Regions from separate parts of the Arachis hypogaea genome. Here region 1 is linked to region 2. The links are chromatin contacts, called in public Hi-C maps. All regions are on one chromosome and are shown on one strand. The core of a region is the stretch at or near the end of the contact, and the rest is flanking DNA. Distances in the headings are between cores, read along the strand shown. Region 1 has its middle 8.2 kb from the start of LOC112779888. Region 2 holds the start of LOC112779625 (beta-fructofuranosidase, cell wall isozyme).

The links. Hi-C and Micro-C count contacts between places; a contact is called where the count stands out from the background.
Region 1: a Hi-C map of leaf shows a contact between it and region 2, with 2.5 times the contacts expected there. The contact joins the enhancer-like site here to the promoter of LOC112779625 in region 2. A contact is called at or near these places in 2 of 8 Hi-C or Micro-C datasets (both in leaf).

Annotation. Positions count from the first base shown.
Region 1 is chr19:10,193,213-10,197,785 of arahy.Tifrunner.gnm2.J5K5, reverse strand. No RefSeq gene overlaps it. Among protein-coding and RNA genes, the nearest start is that of LOC112779888, 8.2 kb to the left of the region's middle. Within about 2 kb of position 2,840, at least 3 of the 3 cell types and tissues checked have open chromatin away from gene starts, as enhancers often do.
Region 2 is chr19:10,143,389-10,147,412 of arahy.Tifrunner.gnm2.J5K5, reverse strand. It overlaps LOC112779625 (beta-fructofuranosidase, cell wall isozyme), which reads left to right and starts at 2,189. Exons shown (of 6, transcript XM_072228847.1): 1 at 2,189-2,415. The coding sequence starts at 2,223.

The DNA of each region.
Region 1 (4,573 bases), core at 1,591-4,090, 50 kb before region 2:
TTAGATATATTAAGACAATGTCATTTAAAGATTTAAACAATTAGTATTGTTCAAAAGAGAGATGTAAAGTTTTAGTATTGTTTAAACCGGCATCATTTAGTGCTTTCTTTAACGACAAAACGCATATGACATCGTTTTAATATATTTAGCGTGGCAAAACTTGAGTCATGTCACTAAATTCTAGTGATAAAAACTACCAGGGACTATATTAGTATATTTATTTAAAGTTCAGAACTAAATCGATGTAATTCACTCATTTTAAAAATTAAAATAAGATTTAACTCTACCAAATGTTCTAACCATGGAATAGAAATTTAAAAAAAGTGATTCGAAAACTCGATTAAGGCAAGTGGATTATCTATTCTAGCAAATCTGATTAGCAAACAACTCTTTAATATTCAAGAGTCATCGAATAGATTTTGAAAAAGTTCTATTCCAAACTCTGAAACGGTATGAAGAATTTAGAAGATTGCGTTACTATGTCATGGATGATGTTTTTTTGGTGTCTATGTCATAGATGATGAAAATGAAAGAAGCACTTTTTCCTTTTTTTTTTTAAAGATTTTATCTCTTAAGTTTGTTATTGTTATTTATTTGGAAGTCTCAAAAATTTATGTCTTATTAATTTTGATATTGAATTGATGGTAGTATTTTTTAATAATATATAAAATTTGATATGTTTTTTTTAAATATAGAAATTCTAAACTTGATCTTCTAATTTGTAAAGTTTAACTTTTTTTAATATTTTTAAAACACAAAAGTGACCTTTTAATTTGTGAACTTTTACAAAATCGATTCTCTAATTTGTGAACTTTAATTTTTTTAAATTTTTAAAACACAAAATCGATTCTTTGATTTGTGAACCTTTGAAATTTAAATTCAACTTCTCTCAAATTGCACTATCAGTTTTTCTCCTCCTCTAATTCAGTGTCTCCAATTTATATTTTGAAATAAAAAAAAGTCAGCTCTATATTAATTAAAAATACACAAATTTTTCATAACTATGAATAATGCATCCAAAAAATCCATATCAAAAAAATGAGCCTTATTTATATTTGTTGCTAGTGCATCCCTTTTGTGGGAATTAGAGTCCAACCCTTTTGATTGCAATAAAATTACTACCTACCTTGACAAAAAGAAGGTATTTAATTATAAGTTTTTAAAGTATAAAGAATTAATATAAATAATAAGGATAAAGAATAATTAAATCTTTCTTTTAAAATGTCACTCTACCAAAAATAAGAAAAAGCAAATGAGTTAATATTTAAAATGAATAAATAATTATTTTTAATTATTAAAAATTTGGATGTCGACAAAACTATCACAACAAAAAAATTAAATTAAAATTATATCATAAAAATTAATTTGTCCGACAAAAATATCTAATAGTTAATTTTTTATCGAATCTATTAAAAATACATAATAAATGCCTAAATCACCCCTATAATTATTATCAACTTTTGAAAAATTCAGAAAATTATTTTCTCTTAACTCTTTTCTATCACTATTTTTAACACCACAATTATCATCGTCCTCTCCTAAAATTTGCCAATAATCACCACTATTATCATTACTATTACCATCTTTTTTTTTATATTTTTCTTACACTTTTTTAAAAAAAAGTAAAATAAAATAAAACTCTATGCTAACAATCATCAGCAGCTTATTAATATTTTAATCAAATTTTAGCAATAACAATTAAATATATCGAAGATTCAATTTGAATTATTGGCAGACCATCTATAAATATATCGAATACAATTAATCTTAACCATTTTTTACTAAAAGGCTAGAACGGGTTAAATTATAGTGGAAATAATAAAAAGAAACAAATTCACAAAAATTAGTAAAAATTAGAAAAGTGTTTTAAATTTAGCTTAAATCTCCTAAGAGCTCAAGATTTCGTATGAATTTGACAAACGTGAGTTCACTAAAAGTGCACATCAATAACATTGAGAGTTGGAGGCTCCAATGAAAAATAAAAAACAAAGAGATCCTAGAAAAGAACTAATCTAGAAATATAGAATCAGACAAAAAAAATAACGTTCTTGTTATTTGTTCTTCTTCTTCAAGCTATTAATGAGTGTTGATGTTGTGTTGGAAGTATCCATAAATACCGGTGGCAACATACCTCATATTTGCGGGTATCCAACTGACTCCATCATGTCACATAGAATTGCCAACTCGATCTCCAGCGAATAGAATATGGTGGGTAAGATTTTTATGTGGGTTGGATAGAGTGGTGGGTTGAGTCTCAATCCTACTTGACCAACTCGTATCCTATATATGTATATGTTATATATTTATATAAAAATACATTTTTAGATGTTAAACTAAAGACTTCTCACTAAATGCAAAAAATCTTTAGCCACTAAAAAAAAATATTAATTGATAATTTAATACTTATTTATTTTTTTATCATAAAAATCGGTTCTATTTTAAATTATCATCAAGTTATATAATAATATTATATCTTTTTTTGTAACCTACGAGTTAAATTGGATACCTGCAAATTAAGAATAGTAAGATTAGAGTTAGAATATTTTCAATTAAGGTATAATTGAATTTATATAAAAATTTCAACCTACAAATAGAATTAAGATTGATTTCAAATTCTATCCTATTCTACCTATTACCACCCTTACCTACAAAGAACTTCGATATTAGTGAGAATAAATTGAAAAAAACACCTGAAGTATTTATAGAATAGGAATAGTGGAATTAGTCCTTTCTTGAAAAAGACTCTTAAAAATCATATTTTGGGACCCGTACCGGAGGTGGTTTGCCCCATGTGCACTAACTCTTCTGTAATGGTCTCTGGGGTGATTGGGCCGTTCTGGGCAAACCCAATTTTAAATGCAGTCCCTATGTTAATCTTGAAGTGGGCTGGACAAGTAAAGTATAGGCCCAGATATGCACATTAACTCACTGTTAATGAAAGAAAGAAATATTTATGGATGATATGTGAACTAATTTAATTGTTTTTATTTTTCCAAAACTAATTTGAAAATCAGATAATCGAGTACTTTGAATATTAACACAAAAACAAATACAATTCAAACAATATATTATTACAATTTGGATTTAATATAAATTTTGAATCAAAGTTTATGTGATCCAACCTCATTCAGCCATCAGGAACATGTAGATAGATACTTGGATTAGCAGTAGCACCTGTCATGGTGCAATTGTTGCTAATTTTTTCTTTCTGAATTACCTGTTGACTCTACTAAAAGGGAAGGAAGATGAAGCAAGATTTATCAAGAAGAGAGTTTGGTTGATTTGAAGGTATAAACCTTAAAGGAATTAGTTGAATTGGAAGATACTACATTTAAGGGATAAATTCAAAATTTTAAATATCAGTCTTAGAAATGTAAAACGTATTAAGTTATGTTTAAATATTATGTTTTGTTTAAGATAAATATAAAAATTGAGAGATAAATTTTAAATTTTAAATTTCAGTCTTAAATAATTAAAAAAATGGAATATAAAGTGGAAATAAATTTAGAACTAAAATAACCTATAAAAAGTGGAAATAAATTTTATTCAATTTAAATAATTAAATTTAAACTCTTCAAAATTGGTTGTTGTTGTATAAAGTTTAAAATGTCACAAAAAATGTTTTTTTTTTTTTTGTCAAGTGGATTGGACAGTTCTCAATTATAGACATTACACCAATATTTCAGCTGAGATTAGAACCTGGATGCAGCATTGTATAAGATAAATAGGTGTGCCATCTGTGTTGGGCCTCTGCTGCGTCACAACAAAAATGTTTAAATTGTGGTTCACAGGAAGGCGACATTAGAGTTATCTTAGGCGGATTTTATACACTTTATTCATAGTGTCTGTGTGAAAAGAAATCAGAAAAAAAAAATCTTATTTAATCTGTGCTAAATTTAGGTACGTCGTTATTCGAATTTAATTTGTATTTTGTCTTGTCCACTAATTTGCTCCAAAAGAAAATTCCTAAACTACTATTACTAATAAATTGTCTATTAATGAAATCAATTCAAGCTAGATCAAATTTGTTTCATAAATTTACTTCTATCTATCTATAGATTATTTTGATAATTCAAATTAATTATTTATCTTAATCTTATCTTTTCTATCTTATCGAATTCTATTTAGTTTTAATTTTAAAACAAAAATATTAAATTATTAAATAATCTTTACTTTTTAGCTTTATAAATACACTGAACATAACATAATCTCAACATAATGCAAGAAAATTTTAGAATTTCACTACTATCACTCTAACTTCTACCTCCAGTGCTATAGAGTTCGAGCCACTAGCTACCACCAGTTACGCATCATGGATGATCAACCAAGCCTCCTTCGAATTTTGTTTTCGCTCTTGGTGCAATTTTGTTTCTCAGTCTTTGGAATTTTTTCTTCTTTTGTCTTTCTTTCTTTTCTTTTTAATCTTTTTCAAGCTTCGTTTGGAGTCTCCCTCTGTTACTATTTGGTTAATGGAGACGGCAATCAATTTATCTTCAGGCTCTGATTTTTTTTTTTCTTAGAAAATTGTATGACTTGTATTGCTATACATTTTTTTGCTAATTACAGAGGAATT
Region 2 (4,024 bases), core at 940-3,439:
AAGAGAGTTGAGATGTTAGAGGCTAGACTCGTTACTACACCAATGGCTAGTACCTTAAAGCTTGATACAATAGGTACAACATTTGATAAGCCTTTTTCGTACAGATCCATAGTGGGTGGGCTGCAATACGCCACCATCACCAGGCCTGGTATTGCCTTCTCCGTGAACAAAGTATCCCAATTTATGCATGCTCCCCTGGAATAGCACTGGAAGGCAGTAAAGAGAATCCTTCGCTACCTGGCCGGGACAATTGATTTTAGACTTGAAATTCACAGAAGCAGTGACTTTAGAATCTAAGCATTTTGCGACTCAGATTGGGCAGCAGATCCTGTGGATAGACGGTCAACAATAGGGTATTGCATATTTCTTGGGGTGAATCTCATAAATTGGTCAAGCAGGAAGCAAACAGCTGTAGCCAGATCAAGCGCCGAGGCTGAGTTTAGAGCCCTGGCTGATGCCATGATAGACACTATGTGGCTGCAAAAACTCCTCCATGAAATGTACATACTGGCTGGACTTCCTCCAACATTGTTTTGTGATAATCAAAGCATGGTGCTCATGAGTCAGAATCCAATTCTGCACAACCGATCCAAACATTTTGAAATTGATCTCCACTTTGTTCGACATAGAGTTGAGGACAAACAGGTATATGTAGTCCATATTCCATCTCAAGATCAAATTTCAGATGTTCTTACCAAGCCAGTGAGTTATGATGCCTTCTTGAAGATTATACGCAAACTAAGACTAGTTGACCAACCCAAGCTCATGTTGAGGAAGAATGTTGAGGATAAATAGAGATAAGAGATGAAACTAGCTGAAGTGTGAGACATGTGATTAGGAGTTAGTTGTGCTGAGTTGTCAAATTTGTTAGAAGGGTAATTAGTTGTTAGAAAAATCTGTTTCAGCTGTGACTACAAATACAAGAGTAAACCTATTCTGTAAAGCCGTTTTTAGAATCAATTAACTCAGTTTCTCGTTTCTTCTCTTCTTTCTGCTCTCTACTCCTTTTCTCTCTCGATCTTAGCTCTCCTTTTCAAATCTAACAGAGTTTTCTGATACCTTCTCAGAATCGAGGGTATTTCATTTTTTCATTTTTTTGTCTCTCTCACATTCTTCACATAATTTAGTAAACATAATTCTAAAATATTTATTGGGAGAAACTAAATATGATCTTTTGATATTTTTTAAAGTTTTTTATTTATCGGGTTATGTAAAAATTAAAAAATGGCCTAAATGCCTAATTAATAACACCCTTGGTATATTAAATTATTGTGGTATATTCACGTTCGCGCCCCTTTTAAAATTACTCCATGCGCAATCTCTAACACTATATTTAGTTTGATAAAAAATAAGTAAAAAAAATAGATGAAAAAAATGGATAAAAAATTATATTTTTCTTTGTTTGGTTGTCAAAAAAATAAGGAAGAAAAAAAAATTAGATATAAATTTTACTAAAAAAATTTTCTTTCCATCACAAGTAAGAAAACAAGAAAAAAATGCTATATTTTTATATTTTTAATACTACTCTTAGTTATATTATTATTAACAATTATTAATATAAATTTAGTTTAATATATTATTATAGTAGAGTTTTATATTTAAACATTATATGTATTAGATAAATAATTTAAATCAAATATATAAAATTATAATATTTTATAATATTTATAAAATATAATAAAACATGAATAAATAATAATATTTATGCTTTAGTTTATGATAAGGGTATTAATGTAATTTTATATTATTATAATTTTTGTTCTCACTTTTCTTTCCATCTAAATAATTTTTTTTTTTCTATTTTCTTTCCATCTATTTTCTATTCATCCAAACAATACACAAATAATTTAACTTTTTCTTCTATTTTCTTTCTTCTTATTTTTTTTCTTTCATTTTCTTTCTACATCCAAACAAAGTGTAAGTGAGTATGAGAAGGTTATGCTATTTTTAACGCATTCGTAATAATAATTGGTAATAAAAAATATATTTGTACATTAAAATCGATTATTAAAATTAATTATTATATATTTATGTATACATATATTTAATTAAATTATATATCTTATTTTTAATGTATATTCTATTTTAGTAATTAATTTTGTTAGTTAATTTTGGTATACATTGTTAAAATTAATTTAGTATCTTCTCTCATTATAAATATATTCTTCCAATTCACATTATTGCATAGCTTCAATTTCTCTTGTCACCCCCACAAAGCCACCATGGCTGCTATGGCTTCACTTCATTTGTTGGCTACTCTTCTTCTTATTCTTGGCTATGGTAGAAGTGTTATTATTGCTCATATTATTGATGAAGCTTCTCATCAAACTACTCATTCTTCTAATAACATGATAATTCCAAACCATACATATAGACCTTCTTTTCACTTCTTGCCTTCAAAGAATTGGATGAATGGTATTTCTTTAATTTAATTTCTTCTTTTACTTACTTGTTAGCTTTAACCTCCTCAAATGCTCTCTATTTTACATTTAACTAATTGTTCTTCATTTTTTAATCTAATTATGGTTTATTTGGCTTTGGCTTCTTTCATCTTTTGTGCTTTGGCACATGAAATGGTGAGATGGACTTACAGATCCCAATGGTTAGTTCTCTACTTCTTCATCTTTCATTATTTCTCTAACCATTCCTTTAATATCTTGATTCGAGTATATTAAAAGGCCTTAATTATTTATTTATGTTAATAAACGTGTGTAATAATGTTAAATATAAATTTAGTTAAGAGGATGTGTATTTTATTTTTTAATAAATAGTTTTAGGTTTAAGTTTTAGAATTAGTAAAGTTTTATTATTCTTAAAAGAAGGGATATATATGGTGCATTTTAATATGGTTGTGCTCCGGTAATTGTGTTACTTAATGTATTTTAAAAAGTGTTGCTAAAAATTAAATAATATTATTTAATTATTTAAAACTGTTTTTAATTAAAAAATTATTATTAAAATATAAAAAAGTGTAATTTTAATTTTAACAATATTTATATAGTCATTGTAGTCACTGAAATATCTTCATGTTTAATCCACCTATATAATAATAATAATAATAATAATAATAATAATAATAATAATAATAATAATAATAAACACTCAAATTAAACTTTAATAAATTTTAATCAGATATTTTGATGTTTAACTAATTATTATTATTAAGAAATATCTGAGAATAATTCTATTAAATAGATTAGTTCTTATGTCTTTTAATAGAAATTTAAATATTTGTGCTGAACAAATAAATCTATAACAAATTTTGTTGTAAAATAATTAACTCCAAACAAATATTATGAGAAGACAAATTAGTCTAATTACTAGTCCGTCTGATGGGGTAACTCTTGGAAATATTTTAAAATTTCACCAATTTGGATAATTACCTATAAAAAAGAATTACATTGAAAACGTTATATTTGGATTCAAGCTATATATAGGGAAGCCAAGTTTAATAGCGGTGAAATTGAAGGTGGAGTCTAACTAAAAAATGGTGGAGTTTAACTCAATAATGTGTCACCGTATTAATATATCTCAGCATGTAAAAATATGTTACAAAACAAAAATGTTATTTGCAGTCATTTTACAATCACCCTTATTATTCACTTTAGGAGATTCACTATTCTGTCCTCGGATTATTGGTTGAGGGGAAAAAATGAGAACTAGTATACTGTTTTTTTTTTTTTTTAAAGTTAGGAGTGAAACTTAAATCTGCGATCTCTAGCGTTTATTTTGAGGTATTGGGACAGAGATTGGAATATTGAGACTCAGTATCATATTTTTTGGCTCAGAGACTGGTACTAAAATTTTTATTTCTATTTTCAAAATTTCAGTATTTCAGTACTTCCAAAAAATGGGAACACAGGAGACTGAAATTTTTAGAGACAGAGACTGAAATTTTAATAATATTTTATACCTAAAATACTCTCATTTTAATTAATTAATTCTAATTTTAGTCTTTGTACAAATTAAATTAGAGCTTCATTTTTGTTTCAATTTCTGTCTCCCATTTTACACCAAACAAAAT